Linked DNA regions of Mus musculus: region 1 is linked to region 2. The links are chromatin contacts, called in public HiChIP or PLAC-seq maps. All regions are on one chromosome and are shown on one strand. The core of a region is the stretch at or near the end of the contact, and the rest is flanking DNA. Distances in the headings are between cores, read along the strand shown. Region 1 has its middle 50 kb from the start of Gm33515. Region 2 holds the start of Aldh1a3 (aldehyde dehydrogenase family 1, subfamily A3).

Region 1 (5,722 bases), core at 2,707-5,206, 50 kb before region 2:
AGGTAATATTTTGGGCTGTCATTTAGTATACATAACAGCTCTTTATCACTGTGCAGGCAAACCTCCTCCCTATTTTTAGTTTTTTAGTCTTCACACCCCAAAACCTTGATGCCTCTCATAATTAAGGCCTAATTGTAGACAGCTAGCTGGGAGGAGTGACTAGACACTCAGGTAAAGGCCAGATGACCTTATCAATCTCTTCCTTATTTGAAGGAGTATTAACATTGAACAAGGCTAGCTGCGGCTGCTTTAACCCGACACAGTTGGAGTTCTGCAGGTGGCCATTGTTTAGCATTGTGCAACATCACCTCCATGAGAAATGGTGGAATCCAACTTACACACATGGAGTGATGTAACAAGTACTGCCTGCATACTATATGCTGTAAAACCGTCAGGCCTCGTAAGGTGCCAAATAAAACTTACAGAAAACACAAGACAGCTTTTATAACTTACATATCGGGCAGAGTTTTTTTTGTGTGTCACAATCATCATTAAATTCGTGTTTACATCATCTAACAGAATTTAGCTGAGGGAGCCCTGTTAAAGCTGCGATGCTGGAGTCATCACTGAGAGAGTTTCAGCAGAGGCCCCTTTACCCTTTCCATGTGGAGCATCCTCTTAGCTGGTTTTATTACAGACCACTTTATAGGATGAGATAAACAACAGTAGCATCTGTTTCCGTGTTTCTCAACCTTCCTAACGCCATGACCCTTTAATAACAGTCCCTCATGTTGTGGTGAACACCCCCCCCCCCAGACATAAAATTTTTGTTGTTACTTAATAGCTGTAATCTTGCTACTGTTGTGAATCATAATGTAAATATCTGATATGAAGGATATCTGATAGGCAGCCCTTGTGAAAGAAGTTTCAAGTTGAAACTTCAAAATGCAGCTTCAAACTGAAAATTGAAATCTATGCTGTGTCCTAATGCCCACTCTTTTTATTTGGTCTCAAGCCTGCTTTGCCCAAATGAGATAGGACAACTCTTTTGTTCTTGGAACTTCTTTGCCTCGTGCCTTTGAATTGTCTTTGTTTCTACACAAAGGGTTGCAACTCACAGACTGAGAACCGCTGTTCTATTGAAAACAGTTACTTCTTAGCTGTTTTAAATTACAGAATGTCTTTTTCCTAGGCTGAGTTAGACCCCCGAAAGGACAATAAATCGTTTTTTCTTCTCCCTGTTAGAGGGTCAGAGTCAGGGGCCAGCCAGACCCAGGGCGGAAGTCTTTGGAGGCAACTTTGAGATAACTAAACGTGGGTCTGAAGTGAGCAGGCCAAATCTCATTCTTCGGGGCCAGCATTTCAGTGAAGCTAGACAACCTGAGACAGTTCTGTGACAATTTTTAAAATATTATCCATACCCCCAAATATATTTGAATCTCTCAAAGACTGAACCTAGTGATCTACATAGTTATACCCAGTTTTCGTATATGTCTGCAGATGGAGGCAGGGAAGGAGGAAAGGGGGCTTAAGCAGGCAAGACCCTAAGAGGGTCTCAGCACCAGATGTAAGAAACATGAGGCATAGAGGCCGACACACTTGATCTCAGGGAGCAGGAGTATCTAAACTTGGTGATGCAGAAACAAAGGCACAAGGCAAAGAAGTTCCAAGATCAAAAAGGCCATCCTATCTCAGTTGGTCAAAGCAGGCTTGGGGACCAATTAGAAAGTGCGGGCATGAAGACCCAGCGTAGTGCCAGGGATGAGAAGGGTTAAAATGACCTTGCGGGGAGGGAGCGTAGGGTGCAACTGAGTGGCCTCAGACCCTTTGGAGTTGGTCTGAGAAAGTCACTTAGGTATGTAAGAACGTCAAAATTGAATGTTTCAAAGTGGGATCAGCAGTTCCCTTATGGGAGGACCGCGGAGGGCCACTTGAGTGGATGACTGAACGAGTTTGGTGGCACTTTTCAAAATTCCCTCAGAGACAAGCCTTTGAGAAAGATAACTTAGAACACATTTTAGAATTTGGTTTAAATTTGAAATGACAGGCAGGACTAGTGGAGTGTCTTCTCCTGATGCCTGAGGCGTCCCCCAGGTTTGGAGAAGGATGAAAATCCACATATTAGGAGAGTGCACACCCACACTCACATGACTCAGAGAGTCACAAGGTAATGTGGTTTCAGAGGAACCTCTAAGACTTTGTGATCAAAGGAGCGAGAAGCTCCTGAAACTTCTGGGATCTGGTCAGTGCCTCTGAGTCAGACCCAGACGGACAATCATCCTGTCCTGTAGAATTTGGGTGTGTGGACGGCAGCCATCAAAACAACAAAAAGACTCTTAACTTAAAGATCAGAAAAAGGCTGAGTGGAAGAGGTTAGAGGAAGAAGAGTCAGAGGAAGGAGAGACTGGGAGTAGAACCGAGAGGATCAGGATCCAGAGGGGTTTACATGGAGTACCAATAGTCCCAAGAACTGAGGTTCCATCCACAGGACTTAGGCTACACACAGAGGCAGAGGTGACCCGAGAATAACTAAGGTCTTCTGTCAGGCTGGTGACTGTTTAGCTTATATAGTGAGTTTGGGGGAGGTGTGTGCTCCCAAAGGAATGCCCCCAGGGAAGGGGGGAAAGAGGGCTTAAAGCTGGGAAGGCCCTAAGAGGGTCTTAGCACCAGATGTAAGAAAAATGAGGCGTAGAGGCAGACAGACTTGATCTCAGTGAGCTGGACCCACTTTAATAGAAGAGCTGGGGCCTCAGGCTTCCCAGTGAAGGTGGAGTGCCTTTATAGGGGCTAGGGGCAGGTACACACACACACACACACACACACACACACACACAAGTGCAGGTAACTACCAGGGAGTTGCAGCCATTTTTGTGGTTTGACTGGGAGAAGGGTGAGTTGTTCAATACCAGGGCACGAGGTTTCTGCAGGTGAAGTAGATCAGTGAAGCTGAGGGCCAAGCAATTCTTTATGATTCGCAGCTATTGCCCGGTTGCAGCCTGACTGAACTAGAACTTTAAGCTGAAACTTCACTTTCCAGCATTTCCGTTGCCCCAGACAACTACAGTCTGAAAATATTAACTAAATGGAAAATTCCAGAAATGAAACAAGTCACAAGTTTTAAACAACTTATAAGAAAGAGATTGCTATCATTGTTCTATCTTATTATTAGTTACAGTTTTAATCTCTTAGGGTACCAAATGTATAAATTAACCATGAGCATGTATGTATGGGGAAAATAGCATACAGAAAGCCAGGCACTAGGTAGCTGCAGTCTCATTCGCCGTTTGGAAATCACCCCCTCCCCCCAAGCATAATGGGGTGCTACTAAATTTGCATAGTGGAAGTCTAACAAATCCCTCTTCCCAAGGCCACATTCAGTAATGTCGCAGTTGCTTGGCATTGATGAGAGTGAAAGTATTTCCACTAGGCGATTGGCAAAGCTACAAATGAGGCGCTTTAATGACAATTCAACTCTAAAGCCACCAGGTTGTGAGTAACAGGACATAACAAGGCGATATTACAGAGTTCCGCAGCTAATATTTGATTCAGGGATTCTGTAAGAACTACATGTGTTTGTTATGAACACAAGATTTGGGGGCGGGGGGGGGGGGACGAAAGACTCCTGGGAGAAACAGGAGGGTCGAGAAGTTGCAGTAAAGAATACGGTGTAGCCTGCTGTTTATTGTAAGTGGTGCAGTGCACATTCCGGATGTCACCAACTCTTACTTGGAATTCCTATGTGCGTGAATGCATGTGCTGTCTTTCGCTAAGCTGCCGTTAGACAGTTTGCACAGTGATATTGGACCCACTGAGAAAGAACAATCCTGTCGCTAGCAGCACCTGCCCTGGAGATCCTTGCCAGGAGATGAGTTAAAGGGCACTTCTGGGATGTCTACAGAAGGACACGGGAAAGCAAACAAATGACAAGATGACATCATTCTTAAGGAACACACAAATGACTGCACAGACAGGAACCATGACTCAGCCATCTGCCAGTGACTCAGCTAGAAACCTTCAGTCAAATAAAGTCCACTACAATGTCCTTTGAGATGTAAGTACCACATGCTGTTGATTGGACAGTGCACCACAAACACGCTGCCCGGAAGCAAGGAAATGCCCTGTACAGTCATTTCCTGTTTCAGACACTGTTAAATGCGGGTGGGACAGGAAGGGAGGAATAAGGACTGGAGAGATGGCTCAGTGGGAAAAGACACTGTGGCCAAGCCCAAAAGCCTGTATTAGATCCCTGGAACCTACGTGGTAGAAGGAGAACGAACTCTTAGAAGTTCTCAGATTTCCACATGTGTCCCATGGTACAAACACCATCCCCCCCCCCACACACACACACACTCAATAAATGCAATACAACTTTTTAATGAGGAGCAATGTTGGCTTGCAGTATGTGGTGGGGTGGGGGAGGGGATGATCCAGACGATGGGGATGAAAGAGGTGGATCATTATTGCATGTTTAAGAGTAAAATTTCAATATTTCATTTAAACCTTTCAGTTGCATTCATTTATTTTCACGTGTGCTCAGTGCACATATGAAGGTCAGAGAACAACTTTCGGGAGCTGTTTTTCTCCACCCTGTAGGTTAGGTGCCAGGAAGGGAATTCAGGTTTTCAGGTGTAGCAACAAGTATCTCTACCCACTGAGCCATCTCACAGGCCCCTCCTTTAAACGTTTATGAATGTTGACAATGGAGTAGGTGCCACTTGCAGCCATGGTTCCTGTGAGCCGTGGTCACACAGCACAATGTTGTCGGGGGACATCAGCGGCTGTATGCTCTTGTCTCTGCTGAACTCCTGGCTTCCCATCCAGAGGAACTGGAGTCTGTGGGGGGGGTGAGAGCTGGGGGGCTGCCCCCACCAGTCCCGCTCTCTGATCACCTACTGACATCATCTCTCTGTGTGATCTTGGTAATCCTATCCGCTCTGTGCCTTTCCTGAGAAAATAAATGAAAGCAAGCCCTCAGAGTGGTCCTCAATCCACTTAATTGTCTTGCCTTCAGGTTTTGACAAATAATCCGTACTTCTTAAGACCCTCCAAGCTCGCGTCTGCCTCCTCCCCGTTATTTCTTTGAAATTCCACTCAGTGGTCTCCATCTCACATGTCTCCCTCCACCTGACCCTGGCACACTTTCTCTCTGTCTTCTCCTGCAGGGGCTAAGCTGAATTCTTCCCGTGGACCTTGGCAGAGCCTGGCTCCCTGCACAGTTGGTCAGGGACATATGCAGAAAAGGCATGTGGAGGTCAGCCCCGCACAGTGACACCCAGAGAGAAGGCAGACACGCTGAACTAGAGACATACCACTGACATGAGGTCAGAACCCCATGCTCCCCATCGCTTGGCTTCATCCAAGCCAGGACAGAACTATGGGACACCTAGACTATCCAGGCCTGACCACCAAGAGCCCTTGCCTGCCTGTAGAGTCTACAAGAAGAATTCAAGCAGACTTTTAATTGTGGAGGGCTTTTAAAATTTTTTAACTAGAGTGCTATTTATTTTTACTTTTTTTTTCCTCTTTGGCATGTGTATATGTGTGTTGTTCATGTGTGTGCATGTGTCATCCAGGTGTGTGGTGCATGCCCATGTGTGTGAAGGACAGAAGCCAACATCAAATGCCTCTTTAATTCTTTAGTTTCTCTTTACCATGTGTATGCTCATACCTCTCTCTCTCTCTCTCTCTCTCTCTCTCTTTCTCTCTTTCTCTCTCTCTCTCTGTGTGTGTGGGTGTGTGTGTGTGTGTGTGTGTGTGTGTGTTGCTGACCCTGGAGCTCCAG
Region 2 (6,042 bases), core at 1,622-4,121:
CTAATTTTTGTTTTTATGTTTATTACACAAACTAGCCTTCAATGTAGTCCCAGATCACACGATGCACCCTCCAAGAAGCCAAGCTTCAGACAGTGCCAGCCCCACCAATCTGAATACAAAAACAATAAAATGAGCAGAAAACTGAAGTCTGGGAGCACTACATAAGCTGGGAAGAAGTAAGGGAGAAATGTCTGCTGGTAGGAGATCCTGGAGAATTGAGACCAGGCTTGTATACAGCACTCCATAGTTGATCCAGTGTTATCTTGCTTGAGCCTCCCCAAGCACTAGGGAGTGGAATGGGGGTTACAGGAAAGGAAATGAAAGTTCAGAGTTCCAGGTTCCAACCCAGGAGCACACAGCTGGGTCTGAGGCAGGGATGTGGAACTGGAAGGGAGCTGAGCCAACCACAATGCTCTGGAAGTCCCCAGACACCTGGTGACCCACTGTGCTAAGTAATGAGTCCCACCTCCTTTGATCCCAAGGGCCATGTCCTTGTGGCCAAAGCCATGCAAGGCCATAAGTGTTGGTTTCTGGCAGACACAGCCAGAAGGGAGAAACCCACTATTTTGCTAACTCATAAAATACTTAGCACCTTAATGACCTCAGTTGACCCCGGGGCCACCTTGGGACACAGGTACATCCTTGGGTGAATAAATGTGACAGAAAAAAATATTAAGAGAAGCCTCTCCTCACATCCTGCCCCCCCCCCGCAGTTTGCCTTTGGTTCCTCCAAGACAGTGAGGTCTAGGACAAGTATCCACCTGCCTCTGTTTACTCACCTGTAAAATGGGAACTTGAACATCGAAGCTTCTCCCTGCCTGCTGAATGACAAGCTGAGGGGTGTGGAGGAAGAGACTTCCAGTCAGGACAAGCCCAGAACCAAGCCCATCCCCCCCCCCTGACCTGCTCTTTGGGAACTGCCTACTACAGGGAAGGTCTATGGTTGAGTATTCTGCTCTGACCTCCCGGTCACATGGGAATCAGTAAGAGGGGGAAGGTGAGCCAGTCTGTCTGCCTGTGGTCATTGCCAATGGCTCCAAGGCTCTGCAGATGCCACAGTCAGGAGGGAGTCTTGGGGTTGGAGTTGAGGCAACCTGCATTGTCCAGTCTGTGCCTGGCAGAGTGGCAGCTGCCCATCTTAAAAGATTCTTATGAACAAGGAACTGAGTTTTAATTCCCAAATCCATTTGCCTCCCCTACCAGTCTAACAATTATTTAATAAGTTCAATGTCCTCTGTACATTTTTGGAGTTTGTATTTTCTTAAAGACCCTTCAAAGTGATAACCAAAGTGATAACCAGGGTAGCCTTGAAGGACAGGAGTTCTGAGACAGCCTTTGGTCTCTGTCCCCTGCACAGAGAAGGGTCTTTCAGCATTTCAAAAGCACCCAGATGGCAGGACTCAGCATCCAGGGGACCTAGTATGAGACACCCCAGATGTTTACTATAGACCAAGGTGGGAGTTGTGGGACCAGCTACATGTCCAGGGAGCCCAGAAAGAGCAGGAAAGATGGAGGAAGAATGTTGGTGACCCTAGTGTCAAAGGAAGATTCTCAGAAGCCTGTCAGTCCTTGCTCATTTGGGGGCCCACAGCCCCCCATCCCCACTCTCACCTGCATGCTCAATCCTTAATAGCAGGAGATTGTCTGAGAGGGCACAGCTCAAATAGGGCCTTCTGAAGGTTTACTGCTTATTCCACTATCCAGAAGGATTCCTAGTGACAAGACAGTGAGGAAGGACATGGGGAACAGAAATGGAGGCTGAGTCCTTAGAACAGGCAGAGGGAGGTACCTTACACAGAAGCACATGGCCAAATCTCTCTAAGGACTAAACCCCCTCCTCTGTGGGGAGTTCAAGCCTCACCCCCTGATGCAGCCACCCTACACGTGGGTGAGACACTTCTCCGGGTTTCGGATGAAGCTTAAGTCTTAAGTCCTGGGCTGAAAGAAGCGTTTCCTAAACGAGTTGGACATGCCTTTCCCACAGCCCCTCTTGGCAGTTCTGAGCAACATAAACATTAAGAGCTTTTAGTCTGAAAGCAACTAGCTGCAAAGATCTCATGTTTTGTTTTGGGGATTTTTTTTCCATTTTTTTAAAACGGAAGTTTAATTTGTGCGTTTGAAAAATTAAAATAATTGCCTCCCTAGGGTTGTGCGTACTTATATGAAGGTCACAGGACCATCAGCCGCAAAACTCCATAAGGCTGCGCATAAGAGCTGTCGCTTAGCCTGCTGTCGTGGGTGTGACGGAAGTTTCCTGCCAGCCAGGCTCAGAGTAGACCTCCTCCGCTGGCGGCCCTAGCTTGGGAAGGATGGAGCGCAGGCTTCTGGCAGTTGGACCCCAAATTGAGGCAGCCACGGGTGGTGACCACAAGACGTCTAGATCCTGGGAGGCACAACGCAGGGTCCCGGAGAGAGCGCTCACTCCCGCCGAAGTTTTGGAGAGCCGCTGCGGTGGTCCGGGGACCGCAGGTGCCTCTGACAAAATCTCGAGATTGCCCAGAGAGAGGCCTGTTACTGCGATCGCTACGAGCCGGCTCCCTGCCCTGACGGATGTCCGACCCTTGGGAATTCCCGGCCTTGGTGCCCCCGGCCCCCAAGTTCGCAGAAGGGCAGCCTACTAGGCTGCGGAAGCCCGCGGTGTGGCCGCCCAGCGATGCGCAGACAGAGCTCTCTGGCCGCAGCCTAGGTCGGTCTGGGACCGTCCCGCTCCCGGAGGGGCAGGGACAACAGGAGGGGTAGCAGCGGCGGCCGGGTCCCCTCCTCCTCTCCCGCGCCCGCCCTCCCTTCCTCCGTCCTGCAGCCAATTAGGCGGCCCCCTTGGGCGGGAGGCGTGGGGCGCTGCATAAAGGCGCGGAGCTGTCACCCAGAGCAGGCTGCGCACCGCCCAGGCCAAGCTGGTGCGTCGGGGACACGGACCGGAGAGTGCGAACCAGTTATGGCTACCACCAACGGGGCTGTGGAAAACGGACAGCCGGATGGGAAACCGCCTGCCTTGCCGCGCCCCATCCGCAACTTGGAGGTCAAGTTCACCAAGGTGAGGAGGGTGCGCTGTCGACTCGACGGCCTGGGACTCCTGCGCCGAGCAGCCTGGTAGGGAGAGTGGGGACCAAGATACAACCGTGCTGGGAGTCCGCAGGGAGCTGCCCACACCTGAGCGTCTCTGGTGGGGGCCGGCTCCTTGGAAACTGCACTTTTTTGAGGGGCACCCCAGAATGGAAACCTGCACCTCTGGCTGAACGATCTAAGCCTCAAAGCCAGAAGAGGAGCAGGAGCGATGCAGTGAGTGCAGCGCCCACGGTGCGGGAGTTGCAGCCTGCAGAGCCGCCCCCACCCCCACCCCCAGTGTCCGGGCCACCGCCCACTTTGAGTGCTGGTGCTTTTGGTGAATGGGCATAGGGCGACTTCTTGGTAGAGGGCTTTCTGGGCTGAAGGACCTGGGTTAGGGGGCGGGGGAGGGGGGCTAGAGATACCTGAGCACTCCAGGATGAGTTTGAGGCACACCAGGAACTGCAACTTGGAAGTAAGTCTTCCTGGGCAATGAGAGAAGGGTCTAGTACCCCGTCCGTCCTTCCGTCCGTCCTGTCCATTGTGTTCAGTCTGATCCCAGCTTACCAGGAGAGCAGGGGAGGAAAGATGGACGTCATTGAGGAGTACTCCTCAAGGCCTCTCGATCTGGGCCCAGGGAAGGAGCTGCGGGTTGAACAAGACCATAGGCAGGCCTGGTGGTGTTTGCCCTTTCCTGGGAGGCTGGAACTAGCATAGTGGTGAGCTCACCTGCCCAGAGCTTCAGGGACAATGATGTCTGGGAGCAGAGAAGGCTCAGAGAGGAAGAACAAGTCTAAATTCAGAGATGCGCTGCTCTGACTGCTAGGTGTACTGGCGGGCGTCTGAGGGACCACAGCGCTCCATCGGCTTCAGGTCTGGAAACCTCAACCCCTCTTATTTTCCTGTCTTGTCCACCGAGCTCAACTCCAGCTGACACGATGCTAAGAAGCCGCCTTCATGGGTTTTTATTTTCAAAAGTAGCAATTATCCCTCTTGAATAATTTTAATCAAAAGGTGAAAGTGGCAGGTCGCTATGTGTGGGCTTCAGATTCTGATATGTTGGTACTTAGTCCCCCTGAAGTCGGCCGTGCCGACATATAAATTGCATGACATTTACATGAACTGTTTTCCCAAGGAAGGCTCTGTAATCAAGAGAGGCACAGTCCTGGGAAGACTGAAAGTTTTTTAAAATGTAGTTTCCTCGATCGTGTCAGCTTCGGAGGGAGAATTTCAACATCGGGGCTGGGAAAGGAGCAAATAATGGCTTCATTTTTCAGACCTCATTTCGATGATCCTCTCTTGCTCTGGCGGTGGCTGTTCTGTTTTGTTTTTTACAGTTCTGTAAAAAACACCACAGCAGCCAGAAAGTGAGCAGGATCGCCTCTTCGCTTAGGATTTTACGGAATCCTCCCACAATTGTCTGGCTACAAAGCAGGAAAAGTTTGCCTCTTTTTAGGCGATTTCCTGGAACACTTTAAAGATGCAGCCTTTATGGTGAGGATCCTGGGAGATTGTCAGAGGAGTAGTTGGTTCTGACAGAGCCCCCTCCCCTTTGAGGGTTGAAGGTCTGGGGGTGTCTGGCGGAGACTGTGGAACACGGTAAGATGCAGGGGACTGAGAGCTGCGACCCTCGGCCCCAGGGATGTTCCAGGAGATACTAGCTCCAGCTGCCTGGTGCCTAGCTACACCTTTCATCCCCTTACTAGTTCCAACCTGCTCCCTCTGGGCTTCCTGTGCACCTCTGCAGAGACCCCTCAGAACAATGAAAAAGGCCAAGGTGAGTCTTGTACCATCAGGGTGTCCTGGGCTAAGGATGGAAGCCAAAGATGTGGAAGAGCAGAATCGAGACTGGGGACAAGTAGTGGGCTGTGAGGCCTGTGAGCCAGCAGAGGTGTGCAGTTTCCCTGACTCACTGTGCTCCTGCAGCACGGAGGACTGGATGGAGCCCAGGCAATGGCAGGGCGGTTTACCAGCTTCCAGAAGGATGACTTTATCAAAGCTCCTTCATTTGTTCTCAAACCTTTACAGTGGGTGCAAGGCCATGAGGAGAGGGAGGGTCCTCTGGGGTTCCCCATACTGATCCTAGAGGTGGCAGCCTCTTCCATGTTAGGGACTTCTCTATCAAGTCTCTCCCAGTCGGAGAGGTTCTCTTTCAGGGTTTCCAATACACCAAAATACAAAATGTTGCCATCCCTCTTATGAGAAATAAAATTCCCCCAAATCTCCTGAAAACCTAGACACTTTGAGTTTAGCTGAGTCTGGTGGAAGTTACTGGAAAGAGTGCCAGCAGGGTTCTCTAGTGTGACCATCACCTTCACCTCCATCCAGAACACCTCCCAGGGCCTTCAGTAATAAAATATGAATTCTGTCTGCATCTCATGGTATCTTTAACCTTACACCTCAATCATGTCCCATTCCTGCTGGTTCACAAGTCGATGAAGATGGTTTCGTTCTAGACCTGTCAGCTAGTATATTGTGATTTGCAACAATTCAGCTGGCATCCTTGGTGGGCATGCCTGTGACTGTTTCGTCGGTTTTGTTTATAAGTTGCTTTAGTGGAAAGAAAACTGGCAGCAGCGGGAACCACTTACAAGATCCTACTTACTGGTCAAATAACAAAAACAGCTTTGCTCAGTGAGAAACAAACGCTGTGAGGGAGAAATACACCCAGCCAGTCTGCAGTTTTCACTTGAGGCTTGCAAGGTCAATGTCATGGACAACTGAGTAATACACACACACACACACACACACACACAAACACAGGCACACACATATATACATGGACACACATATACATGGACACACACATACACACATATATACACATACATACACACATATATACATATACACACATATACATATACACATACACACATACATATACACGGATGCACACATATATATTACACATATATATATATAGTTTTTCAAGAGTGTGCCTAGAGATGACGTGTATGTAGCAGACATCTGATCACTGCAATCTGCCTCCATCCC

What was found. HiChIP or PLAC-seq counts read pairs in DNA pulled down with a chosen protein or histone mark.
Region 1: an HNF4G HiChIP or PLAC-seq map of pancreatic cancer cells shows a contact between it and region 2. The contact joins the enhancer-like site here to the promoter of Aldh1a3 in region 2. A contact is called at or near these places in 1 of 484 Hi-C or Micro-C datasets (nephron progenitors), 3 of 115 datasets of contacts at active chromatin or transcription factors (a colorectal cancer cell line, embryonic stem cells and pancreatic cancer cells) and 3 of 9 other capture datasets (adipose tissue, liver and pancreatic islet).

The regions. Positions count from the first base shown.
Region 1 is chr7:66,475,920-66,481,641 of GRCm38.p6, reverse strand. No RefSeq gene overlaps it. Among named protein-coding and RNA genes, the nearest start is that of Gm33515, 50 kb to the right of the region's middle. Within about 2 kb of position 3,956, at least 45 of the 459 cell types and tissues checked have an H3K27ac peak or open chromatin away from gene starts, as enhancers often do. A contact at or near this core is called in a colorectal cancer cell line and pancreatic cancer cells, where this site is marked.
Region 2 is chr7:66,424,306-66,430,347 of GRCm38.p6, reverse strand. It overlaps Aldh1a3 (aldehyde dehydrogenase family 1, subfamily A3), which reads left to right and starts at 2,871. Exons shown (of 13, transcript NM_053080.3): 1 at 2,871-3,034. The coding sequence starts at 2,936. It overlaps Gm33515 (a long non-coding RNA gene), which reads right to left and starts at 1,701. Exons shown (of 3, transcript XR_391552.2): 1 at 1,612-1,701; 2 at 780-833; 3 at 1-284.